2 separate regions of the Hordeum vulgare genome follow, and region 2 is linked to region 1. A link is a contact called in public Hi-C data. All regions are on one chromosome and are shown on one strand. Each heading gives the region's core, a stretch centred on a gene start, on an enhancer-like site or on the middle of the called end of the contact. The rest is flanking DNA. Distances are from core to core; before and after follow the strand shown.

Region 1 (3,106 bases), core at 386-2,885:
GATTTTAGAAAAATGTTCGAAATTTTTCAAAAATGTTTGCCCTTTTCAAAAAATGATCTTTTATTCAAAAAATGTTATTGTTTCCATTTAAGTTTTTGCCTTCAATTTATTTTGTTTTTCTATTTCCTATTTTTCTGTTTAAAATTCTATAGTTTTTGTTTAAATTTCAAAAATGTTCTCATATTTGCAGTTTATATTTAAATGTCTGCGCTACAAAAAAATGTTCCGGCTTCCAAACTGCGTTCATCTTTTGAAAAAAATTCGTGTTTCAAAAATTGTTCTCATATTCAAAAAACTACATTATTCTTAAAAAAACTGTTCCTTTTTTCATAAATTGTTCACATTTTTTTAATTGTACCTTTTTCACATTTTGAATAAAAATGTTCCTGCTTTACGCAAAATGTTTCTCTTTTTTGAAAATTTGTTCAAAAATTAAAAACCTGTTCAAATTTTGTTCGCCAATTCTAAAATTATTCATGATTTTCAAATGTTTAGGATGTTTAAAAAATATTGGTTATTTTCTAAAAGATATTTTCCGTTTCAAAAAATGTATGTAAGTTCAAAAAATGTTCCGGTTTTAAAAAGTGTACATAACTTCAAAAAATATTTATGTTTCAAAAATTGTTCACAAATTTCCAAAATTGTTCTTTCTTACAAAAATAATGTTCTATGTTTGTAAACTGCTCTTGTTTTCAAATTTGTTTATAGACTAAGAAATTGTTTATGATTTCCAAAGTTTTTGTGTATTTAGAAAATTGTTAGAGCTTCCAAATTTGTTCACGCTTTATTAAAATTGTTCTCGATTTCAAAATTTGTTCTCCTTTTCAAAATTTTGTTATCATGATTCAAGAAAAGTTCGTATATTTAAAATATTGTTCGCGCTTCCAAATTTGTTCAAATTTTTCTTAATTGTTCACAATTTCAAAATTTGTTCTCAAAATGCAAAAAATGTTCGTGCTTTAAAAATTTGTTCGGGGTTTTTCAATCTTGTTCTCCTTTTCAATATTTTGTTCTCAACATTTTGAAAAATGTCCGTGGTTTAAAAATTGTTCGTGCTTCCAAATTTGTTCACCTTTTTGAAAAAAGTACCCAGTTTCAAAATTTGTTCTCAAAATTCCAATGTTCGTGCTTCAAAAATTTGTCCGAGCTTTCATATTTGTTCAGGGTTTTTCAAAATTGTTCTCCTTTCCAAATTTTGTTCTCAAGATTCAAAAAATGTTCATGCTTTAAAAAATTGTTCACGCTTCCAAATTTGTTCACGGTTTTTTAAAATTGTTCTTGCTTTCAAAATTTGTTCTCAATATTCAAAAAATATTAATGCTTAGAAAATTTGTTCGCGCTTTCAAATTTGTTGAGGGTTTTCAAAATTATTCTCCTTAAAAAAAACTTAAGATCTAAAAAATGTTCGTGCCTTAATTGTTTTTCATGATTTTTCAAAATTGTTATTAAAAAACGAAAAAACTTTTTTACTTCAAATAACAAAAGAAATGGAAAAAGGAAATAAAAAACGAACCAAAAAAGTAAACAAAGAAGAAAAAAGTAACAGAATAAAAACTGGGCTGGTCCAGTCGGGGCGCCCCCTTTGTGGCGCTGGGCTGCGTGCCGCAGTGAGCACTAGGTAGGAGCTCCCGGCTACACGCGCTGGTTTGTTCGCCAGCACCTCACGCGCACATGAGGAGCACCCACGACGTAGCGCGCACCCGTCGAGCTCCCGTTCAGCGTATAGTGCGACTCATTTGGGGTTTATCCCTCACCGGTTTTGCGAAGGTTTAAGAACCTTCCCTTAACCGGTATTTTTGAAAAAAAAAATCATTTTTTTTATTTTCTCATTTCTCGTCCTTGTTTTTAAGAGCATCTTTAAATTTTGCAATATTTTTTAAACATGACTATTTTTTGAATTCGTGAAAAGTTTTTTGAAAGTATGAACATTTTTTAAAAACTCATGAACATGTTTTAGATCGGGACATATTTTGGATGAGGGAACTTTATTACAAATTTTATGAACATTTTTTCAGATTGTGAATAGATTTTTTAAATTCATGAAATAAATTTGAACATTTTTCTGGAATTTGAAAAAAAAATCTTGATTAATGAAGAAATTGAATTTGATTTTTGAAAGTGTGTTATATCGACTAGAGGGGGGTGAATAGGAGATTTTTAGAATTTCATCACTGAGGAAAATTCCTTTTGGAGAAATTCCTCACTGATGACTAACTTGCAGCGCAAACAGCAAAGGATCAGGAGTGTAAAGTATAACTACAGCAGTTTTCAAGGTGAAAAAAATCCGAAAAACAGTTTGCAGACTATGCAGGCACGGAGAAAACAGATGAGGATTAACTCGCATGAAGAAATTGGGGTTGAGGAATTTCAGAAAAAGTCTACAGCAAATTCTTCAAACACTCGCAGTGAAAATCATCAACATACAATATGAGGAATTTAAAGAGTTGAAGAAATAGAACCCGTTTCACAGTGAAGACACTGGTTGATGTCCGAGTTCCAACAACTGTGACAGTTGTACATCTGGTTTGGAGCGGCTTGGTATTGAAATCAAAAGACACACAGTCCCGGGACACACAGTCCCTACCGTATTCTCCTTGGGCTAAGAACACACAGTCCTCGCCCAACACTCGTGGTAAGTCTTCAGGGCAGACTTCCAAACCCTCACAAACTTGGTCACCTCGCGATCCACAATTGACTGCTGGATTGCTCTAGACCATGACGCCTAACCGTCTGGAGGATGCACAGTCCTCAAAGGTAAAAGGCTTCAGTCCCACACAGGAACAACTTCTTGAGTGATGCTCAATCACTTGGTTTTCGGTTTGTGGTTTGGTGTTTTGGAGTATTTCCTCACTGATGAATTACTCTCGAAGACTCTGAGGAATTTGGGTTGCTCTTATGACAAGTGTCAGTTTCCAACGGAGCAGGCAACCAGCTAATGGTTGTGGGGAGCGGCTATTTATAGCCTGGGAGCATTCCGACATGATTTGACATTAATGCCCTTCAATAATATGACCGTTGCTATGGATAAGATCAGTGATGTGGCGCGACTTGCGGTAACGGTCGGGACCCTCAACTCTGAGAGTCCTCATGTCTCTCATATTCCTCA
Region 2 (3,106 bases), core at 429-2,928, 150 kb before region 1:
GGAGCTCCCGTAGTCAGGTCCCAAGGATGTGGCAGAGTTTAGTAAACCTCGTTAACAAATATCGGTGTTGTGTCTCGTGTGATTGTTTGCTCCTCAAATAATCAACTATATGATTTACATTCTAACAACACCGCTGAGATAATGCCCTTTCTGGCTGCTTCCTCCACTATCTAGTGTTGGGACGCCAATCAGAGACGAAGGAAACATATGAACTATGAAGGTCCTCCACTTTCATTCCACATCTATATGCATAAGGCATCTATCGGTGCTAAAACCGACAGGTCTCGGGTAGGGGATTCTGAGTTGTGGGTCTGAGACTAATGGTAACATGAAGAGTAGGAAGACGATGTTTACCCAGGTTCACGCCCTTTCGAAAAGGTAAAACCCTACGACCTGCTTTGATTGTATTGGTGATGGGGTATCGAGTACATGTTGATGATCTACCTTAAAATCGTTGTGTAAACTCTGAACCCTAAGGTGAATAAGTTCCCCCTCTACGAACTAAACCCCTAGGCTTATATAGATACCTAGGGGGAGCTAGGTCATATATTTAGGTCGGTTGTAGATATGTTGAATATAGAGTTGTCCTTGGGATGCATGCTAGGTCTTTCGAGGTTTCCCTTCTTCATACGGGCAAGTTTTTATGCTCTCACCGTTCTTCGGGCGGTGGCTTAACGGGCCATTAGTTCGGCCCACGCAAATCAATTCGGGCTGGTACCCCTAACCCAGGACACCCTCAGCATCCGCAAATCTTATCTTTACATATCGATTTAAGGACAGACTATGTTTAGGAAACACAGACTTATGTCGGTGGGCCACAGAGTAATCGACCAAGGAGTGATGGCTTAACATGTCGAATGGTAATGATGCAATCAAAAGGACAACGGCGCCTTTCGCGCGATTCCTTTTTCCCATTTTGTGTGTTTTGTTTGCCGATATTCTTCCGCGCGAGGGGGTGGGGGGAAGGTTTGTGCATGTTTTTGTGTTGGATTTTATCAATTTTATTTTGGGGTTTAATATTTGTTTTCTCCTTCTTTTTTGTTATTTCTACATTTCAAATACTTCATTATCCAATACTCGTTGATTTTTTTTTGCATAAATGTCGAGCATTTTCAGATACACCTTGATTTATTTTTACATGCATATTGAACAATTTTTTAATACATGATAAACATTTTTCTAACACATATTATTATTTTTCATAAATGGCATGAACATTAAGTGTTCGAACAACTTTCTAGAATGTAACAGACATTTTTATTGAATGTAATGGAAAAAAATAAATTAAACGATGGTTTTTTTACACTAAAGAAAATTCACAAACATTTTAGGAAACATTTTTAGAAGATATGCAAACACTGTATATACATTTGGAAAAAGTCACAAGCTTATTTTGAAATGAGTGAAGATTTTATGAAATGTCACGGGCATTTGTCAAATGGTAGGAACATTATTCATAAACTGCCCGTGCAATTGTTTTAACACTATATTGACTTTTTGAATGCACTGTGAACGCTTTCAAAGAAATGACATGAAGTAGCTATTTTCATATACATATTTAAAACATGACAAAATATAAATAAAAGTAAGAAAAACTTAATAAGCACACACTGGGCTCTCCAGAAAAGGGTCGTGTCGTTAGGTCCGGTCCAATCCTGCGTGCTGCCGGCCATGCGTCCTCGGGACTCGCTGGGAGGTCTTATGCAACCTTGTAGGCGTCCGTTAGCGATTCGGCACCTGTAGTATCGTTGGCATGGAGCGGTCCACTAACACGCTGTCCTGATACTTTTTTATTGATCCAGTAAAAAAAAGGTCCAGATTTCCTATTTGTTACGAAAATAAAATATGAAACCAAAAAAGGTTTACAGTTTTAAAGAAAAAGATTCATACATTAGAAAAAAAATAAAGGTTCATCAATTTTGAAAAAAGTTAATCAATTCGAAAAAAAGTTCATTGAAATTGAAACAAAGTTCATCCGAGTTAGAAAAAGTTCATTACATTTTTAAAAAAGTTCATTAAATTTGAAAAAAGTTCACAGAAATTAAAACAAAGTTTATGTATTTTAAAAAGAAGTTCACTGAACTGAAAAAAAGTTCATAAAACTTACAGTAAATCGTCAACTTTGATAAAAATTCATCAATTTTTTAAAATACGTTCATCAAATTTCAGAAAAGTTCATCCATATTCAAAAAAAATCATAGAATTTTAATATTTTAGAAAAGATTCATTGGTTTTCGGAGAATAGTTCATCAATCTTAAAAACAATTGTTGAAATTTTTAAAAAGTTCATTAATATTTAAAAAAGTTCATAGAATTTCAAAAAAAGTAACCGGTGCCTAAATAGGCCAGTCCATTTATAAACGTTACAGACTCGAGTTAACAAAAATGCACGTTAACTAATGCCTTTGGCGGTAAATAGGAAATGCCGGACTCGCTAAACGGTCGCCTCTCCAGCTCCCGAGTTAGTCGCGTCCAATGCCTGCTGCGAGTAGCACTTAACGGTCGCATGTTCCGCTCCCGACTTAGCGCCTGTTCGGCAGCCCTCCACGGAGCGGAGTGGGTGGAGCTGCGTTTTAGGAACTCCCCTAGTTAACACTGGATGCGACTCCGCTCCGGCGCGGAGTCGCAGAGCGGAGGGAATCCGAACGCGCCCTTAGTTTGTGGCCCACTAGCAAATGTGGGAGTAGTATATTATTATCTGAGCATCGTCTCTTACCCAATTCTGCCTTTTAAACGTCGTAAATGGTTGTTTCTTCTTGTTTTTTCGTGATCGTGTTTTTTCCTTTCAATTTTTTACAGGATTTTTTTCTTTTACTTTTTTCTTCATTCCGCCCGACTATAGTGTATTTCTCCAGGTATTCTTAAAATGTTTTTTAACATGTGATTGTCTCTAACAACATGAGCATTTACTTGAACAGTAGGAACAATGATTAGAATTGCAGGAATAAAGTTTAACATTTTATGAACATCTTCTCAAGTAACATGAATATAACTTTAAGCGTGTGGACAAATTTGAATGGCAAAAGCATGTTATATCATGTTACAATTCTGTTTACATTTATGAACATTTTTTAATGTTTTCAGTGATAAGATTTCTTAAACAAAA

What was found. A called contact is a pair of places that touch in the nucleus more often than the background predicts.
Region 2: a contact with region 1 is called in a Hi-C map of leaf, with 3 times the contacts expected there. The contact joins two enhancer-like sites. A contact is called at or near these places in 3 of 6 Hi-C or Micro-C datasets (leaf and seedling).

The regions. Positions count from the first base shown.
Region 1 is chr2H:35,120,935-35,124,040 of MorexV3_pseudomolecules_assembly, reverse strand. No RefSeq gene overlaps it. Among protein-coding and RNA genes, the nearest start is that of LOC123424683, 38 kb to the right of the region's middle. Within about 2 kb of position 1,635, at least 2 of the 3 cell types and tissues checked have open chromatin away from gene starts, as enhancers often do. A contact at or near this core is called in leaf, where this site is marked.
Region 2 is chr2H:35,267,498-35,270,603 of MorexV3_pseudomolecules_assembly, reverse strand. No RefSeq gene overlaps it. Among protein-coding and RNA genes, the nearest start is that of LOC123424684, 94 kb to the right of the region's middle. Within about 2 kb of position 1,678, at least 3 of the 3 cell types and tissues checked have open chromatin away from gene starts, as enhancers often do. A contact at or near this core is called in leaf, where this site is marked.